Linked DNA regions of Dromaius novaehollandiae: region 2 is linked to region 1. Evidence: chromatin contacts called from public Hi-C data. All regions are on one chromosome and are shown on one strand. Each heading gives the region's core, a stretch centred on a gene start, on an enhancer-like site or on the middle of the called end of the contact. The rest is flanking DNA. Distances are from core to core; before and after follow the strand shown.

Evidence for each region. A called contact is a pair of places that touch in the nucleus more often than the background predicts.
Region 2: a Hi-C map of brain shows a contact between it and region 1, with 4 times the contacts expected there. The contact joins the enhancer-like site here to the promoter of SAMD13 in region 1. A contact is called at or near these places in 2 of 4 Hi-C or Micro-C datasets (brain and liver).

The regions. Positions count from the first base shown.
Region 1 is chr8:25,979,606-25,982,444 of bDroNov1.hap1, reverse strand. It overlaps SAMD13 (sterile alpha motif domain containing 13), which reads left to right and starts at 1,276. Exons shown (of 5, transcript XM_026116489.2): 1 at 1,276-1,362; 2 at 1,626-1,716.
Region 2 is chr8:26,045,189-26,048,409 of bDroNov1.hap1, reverse strand. The region is part of intron 3 of PRKACB (protein kinase cAMP-activated catalytic subunit beta); the gene reads left to right. Among named protein-coding and RNA genes, the nearest start is that of PRKACB, 52 kb to the left of the region's middle. Within about 2 kb of position 1,474, at least 2 of the 2 cell types and tissues checked have open chromatin away from gene starts, as enhancers often do.

The sequences.
Region 1 (2,839 bases), core at 27-2,526:
TGTCAATTCATTACCAAAGTTAGAAACCAGCTGATCTGGAAAATTCAGTATGTCCTCATTTAGACTACTTATTTCCTGAGAAACAAAAAAGAATTGCCTTGTGTGGCTTATTTTACAGCATGTTTTAGGATGGGAAGTAAAGAGGGTTTTCTTTAGTGTGCAGTATATTTAATAATTGTTTATCTGCATTTATTTAAAATCCAAAGCAGTGAAGACTCCCACTACTATCAGTTATCAGCACTCATATTCAATGCATGCTCAAATTGTATTATTTACATATTTCTGTGAGCTTTGGTTATTCATTTGCCAGCATGTAAGTTTGGCAAAATGAAATAATCGGGGAAGTCTTGTCAACAGTCCCCTTTGCACAAAACTACACTCTTCCTGTGATTTTAGTGCTTGTAACTTAAGAGTTTGAGTTAGGAGCTTGGTGACTTCAATCTCTGTTCACAAGACAGGCAGCAGTCACATAAACTCCTCTATCACCATGCAGCCAGGATGCACTACGCTGCTTCTAGCATGAGACAGATGTGCAGTGGTTGGGACAGTCCTGCGCCGCTTACTCCGCCTGCCCATGCCAGCTGTGGGAGCTGTTTCGTGGAGTCATGGCTCTTCTGCAGAAATGAGGCTGAGGTCACTAGCTCATTTGGTACGAATCCCCAAGTAGGTAGTAATGTCCCTCTGACATGGCTAACCTTGTCTCGCATTGAACAGTAAGGGTGTCATTTTGAGTGGTTTGTCTTAGAAAGCAATTCTGTAAGTAGCACATCCCACCAATTTGTACTCATCCAGGCTATTAAGGGTGCTCAAAAGGTGGTAGCATTACAGTCCCTCTGAGCTGTGGCTGACACACAGAAGGGAAGTTTGCAAAGCATTTGCGCAGAGAAACCAGGATGTGTTGTTACTGTTTAATTTTCCTACTGCTGATGGTGTCACCTACATAATGTTTTTGTACAATTAGAAAATGTCCTAAATCAAGGGAAATTTAGAAGTAGTAATTAAAAAAATGAGTTTAGTACAAAAAAAGGGGTGGCAGGAGAAATTGCTGGGGAGGATTGCCAAAATTTGTTTTAATCCACGTGGGCTAGATTTTATTCTCGGTTGGCCAGGCTTAGTTCTTTGTGGGCGCTGTGAGTTGTATCTCATTGTAAAAGACGACCCATGGATATCCATGAGTCTATTTGTGAAATAAGATACGATGCTTACGTGAGTAAGAGCGGTAACGTGTCCCGGGGAATCGCTGTCTCCATCTCCTCTTTGTGTGGTCCCTGCAGTGGCACAGCTCTGGTGCCCTTACTCAATCCTCCTTTCTACCATCCTGAACCTGAAAGGGTCCTGTTTCAGAGAAAGCCAAGTGTCATTGTAAGTTGATGAACTCATTTCAGAAATTAATTTGATGTGATTTTATCAATTCTTGCAGATGTGGTTGTTCCTATTTCTCACTTTGCTTAAAAGATTCCTCTGATAAGTTACTTTATACTTTGAAAGTGTCTGCCGTTCTTTTTGCCTTTTTTTTTTAACTCTTACTAAATACATCCCATTTGGTAGGAGGAGTAGAAATGTTTACAAGGAGGTCCCAAGAAACTCAGGTCATGAATCTTGCATTGAGCGCTACTCTCTTGCAGCACGATACGGGAGGATTTGCAGCTCTCCTTGCGGGCAGCCTTCCCAACAAAGAAGCGGCGAGCGCTGTGCCCTCCGGAGCTCTTCCCACAGGTAAACACTGCTGCAAGCAGCCCGAGCCTCCGGAGCGGCTTCTCCCTGCTCCCGCCACCCCCCGCCATTCCCAGCCCCAGCGAACTTGCCGGGGTGCCCTTCCCAACGGCTGCAGTGCGGGTGGGGGGACCCTCGCGCCGGGGCCCTGTCAGCGCGCAGGTGGCAAATGGCTCCCGCGCGGCAGCCACCGCGCCGCGGGCACCCGGCGGCAGCGAGGCGGCGCCGCGCTGCGCCTTTAAAACGGCCGCCATGACGCGGGCGGCGGTTGGTGCGGGCCGTGTGTGGCGCCCGCGTCACGCGGGCCGGGAGCCAGGCGGGGCTGCTGCCCGGTGTCAAACTGAGCCGCCTCGGAGCGCCCCGCTGCCGGCGGGGGGGGGGCGGGAGCCGGGGGCTCCGCCGCTCCGGAGCCGCGGGTAGCAATGCTTTGGTTTAGTTGCTCGTAGGTAGGTTTTTCTGTCTTACTTTCCCCCCCTCCAGCCAAAAAATGACAATGTGGTGTAATGCTGCCTGGCGGATGGTTTCCGAGATGCTTGTAAAATGGTGAACGTGTGTCACACAGCCCCCGAGGGAGCCGCTTCCTCGCCCGCTGGGGGAGAGGGGGAGCGCTGGGCGCCGGCACTGCCCCCCGAAGTTGGGGTGGCTGCGAGGGGCTGCGGGCTTTGCCGACAATACCCCGCACGCGAGCTCGGTGTCGCCTTCTCGTTGTGTTTCACTGTGTCGAGGAGAACATTTTGCAAATAGGTTGTGGCAGTTGTCATTTTGCAGTCACCTCAGGTGAACTGAGAAGTGGTTTGGAAGAATGCATTGAGTTATTTGGTCAACAGTGCTGGAAGAAACGCCTTTTTGATTAGTTTGTAACTGTTGGTTTTGGTGTTTTAAATGCTGCTAACTGTATAATAAATGGTCTTTTTTTTTAACAGCGGTATTATTTGGCATCATCTATTTCTGTAAACTTTTAGCTGAAGAGTATGATTGCCCTATTCTGTACTTCCCGGAGCTGTATGACATTTCTGGCGTCCATTAATGCTACAGCAAGAATGTCCTGAGTCCTTGGTCAGTTCCTTAGTGCTCTGTGAAATAGGAATGACTTATTTAAGAACAACAGCAACAAAAAGGCCTTGGT
Region 2 (3,221 bases), core at 225-2,724, 66 kb before region 1:
GTGTGTTGTCTACTTCAGGAACTTCCTAGTACTTACTTATTGTGATGGATAATCCATTAATGCTCATTATAGATCAAAGTTATTCTGTTGCACAAATTAAGTGGACTAAAGCCTTTGTCTGCTTTGTTACAGGTTGTCAGTTACTGAGGTCATATTTTATATTTCTCCAAAATTTAATCTTGGATTTTAATTTAAATAGGTCCATACACCTATCTGCCTGTTTTTTCCAGACCTCATTTGTCCAAAAGCAAGAGCATTTTAGTTAAAGTCTTGGAGGACAACTATTCTTATGCATGTCTAGCAAAACACATTTACACAGATCTTAAACTACTTTTCTTCTGCTGAGAAGTAAGAGGATTTGTACAAAATAACTTGCGATTTCATGTCAAACTGTATTAAACTTTGCTGTAAAATAAGTGTAGAAGTAGCTTTTGATCTCAAAGAGCATGAGCTAAGCAGATTCTTCAAGTTATTTCTGAAGATTTCTTGTATTTGTTTATGTACCAAGCAGCTATTTCAAAGATGTATCTTTGCTAAATTCTTGTTTTATTCTGGAGCTATTGTGTACTCTTTATTCACGCTCTGGAAACCTGTGCCTCACAGTGTGGCCACTATTGATTAGTCCAGAAGTGAGACACTTCTGTGCTTGCGGTTGAGGAACTGTTTGAGCATCCAGGGCCGCAGGAGAGAAAGTCATAAATGACTGATCTGAACGAGCTGTCTGCCAGGTGTGCTTTTGGTGGGGACTGACTTCTTTCTCTCTTGTCCTATTGAAGTAGATAGCTCGGGTGCTCAAGAGCAATGTTGAGGACAGACTGTAAACACTATCGAGGACAGACTGTAAACACCATCCTGAAGGAAGCTGTAGGAAAAGCAAGCGGGAGGGAGCCCTGTTAGGAGAGGCGTACTGTCCTCTCTGGGTGCGAAGGGCTGTCTCCTAACAAGCAGTTGGTCAGTGTGTTGGAAGACTTCACTTGTAATGCAAAGGATCTCTGTCCTCTTGCTTCCCAGAACTAGATTCAGGATTACACCTATAAGCTATGTGATCTCAAAACAGCACGGAAATGTATAGAAATTGATAGAAATGAGAACTTGATTTCTGCCATGGTACATGTAAACGAAAAATAAAATTGTCTTGGATGATGAATTTAGCAAATTTTGACAAGAGAACTGACAGGAAAAGTGAGCGTTTTTAGCTTGCATACTAGCAGTGAGATGCTGAGTGCAAGGATGGTTTGCTACTTCTTGGTTTTGTTTGTTTCTCTATACTCTGGTTTTCTTCTTGTGTCCATTCCTTTTGTATCAGCATGGGAAAAGAATAAATTACGCTGTCGGACCATGCAAGTGTTTATGCCTCCTGAGAAGAGGTGAGCGTGTTTCGATGTCTGCTGCAGTTAAGCTTGTGTACGGTAGATGCCAGTAGAGATCTACCGAATCAAAATAGAAATATGACCAGCATTTCCATAGCAACAACTTCCTCTTGGCAGTACTATTTATAGAAGTGCTGCAGTCCCAGCTTTAGTACTGCTCTCAGAGGCACCCGCTTATAAGGGTTAACCTTTTTAGAAAAAATGTACATGTAAAAGTACAGTAAAACTCTGTGGTTTTACTCTCTTGTGTTTTATTAAACAGGGAAGTTATTTGTTGTCTTTATTTTGCTTGTATACATTATGAAAAATCTTTCTTTCAAAATTTCAGGACAGGCATTAAATCTGTAAGATATTAATGAATACTGCTCTTCCTTTTGTCTGTTTAAGAAAGAAATGCAAGCTAGTGACCCAGTGCTGTATGTAAAGCATATAAAAAAATCAAAAATACATCTGCTTTTTCAAGAAGCCTTTTTCTGCCTTACTTCTACCCATAATTCCTTCTGAAATATGCATGTCTGGCAAAACATAATATGGTTTGTGTTTATTCACATAATTTCTATTAAAATAGTTTTTGATTTTTAGTTATTAAATGGATATCTATATACTTTGTCTTTTTCTTTCAGCTTTCCGTCACAACTGTACAGAACAGCACACTGGGTTCCTCAGTGTATATTCTTTAACAAGTTGTAAAACTATGAGCTATTGAATGCTTATGAATTGTAGCATCTTCTAATTCAAAATATTAGACAGTGACATTTTTTCCTCATATTTGAAAATGTCATATCTTTGTCATATAACTCTCTGAAATGGTTTGACAGCATCTGTCAACTTATAAATATTTTACTGGTCAATAGGAGACCCGCTAAATTCAGAAACATCTACAAGGTTTTAAAAATGGAGGAATCCTCACTAACATATTATTTTGTATCAAGTGATTCCTCACTCCTGTTTTAATAAATAATAAAGTTGGGCTTTCATTGTTGAAAGAACTGAAGCATAAAGGGAAGAATGCGCTTTATCAAGCCATATATTTTTAAAGCAAATAAAGAAGATTTCTCCTTTGAATTCTAAAAATAGCTTTCTTCTAGTATCCCTTTATCAGGCTTCTTTAAATTATTTTTCCATAGATTATGAACAAAATAAACATACAGAAAATATCTTGGTATGTCTTTCTTGCTTTTGGGCAAAGGCCAGTGCTGAAAAAGGGAACGATTAATTTTAAAGCTTTTTTTCTTTTTCTTTAAAGGAAATAACGGAGGATGGAGAAATTTTATTTAGCCCTTAAAAAGAAGTAGAATATGCTTAAACAGGCAGGCTGAGATTCAGCTTTGTAAGTATGCAGGAAAATGTTAAGTTTCAAGGTTAGAATCGAGACATAAATATTTGTTAGCTATAGGTGATCTGGAACTTATTTTACAGCATAGAACCATTTTTCAAGATCCTGTCAAGAAATACAGTGCGTTATCTTAAAAACTCCTGTTTATTTTTGACTGTAAAACATTTGTGGTTAACCTTTGTTTAACACAAAGGAGGACGCTCCCAGTTCTGACATAGCAAAAGAGGGTTTTATTTCTGTGTGTGAAACTCAGAAGTATGGCATTAGCTCCTAGTAGTAAAATAAATACATTTCAAGGGTATGTAGGTGTACTGTAGTATTTAATATTTATTTTTGTACTTCATTCAAATTCAGGGATTTTTTTTAACTTTATTTAGAGAAAATCTTAGATATCTTTTTAAAGTCATGATAATGTTTGCGTTCTTCGATATTCAGTTACCGCAGGAACGTATAAATCCTGCTGTTACTCACAGTTACGTGCATACACATGGAGTCTATATTTTAAAGAAATGTTT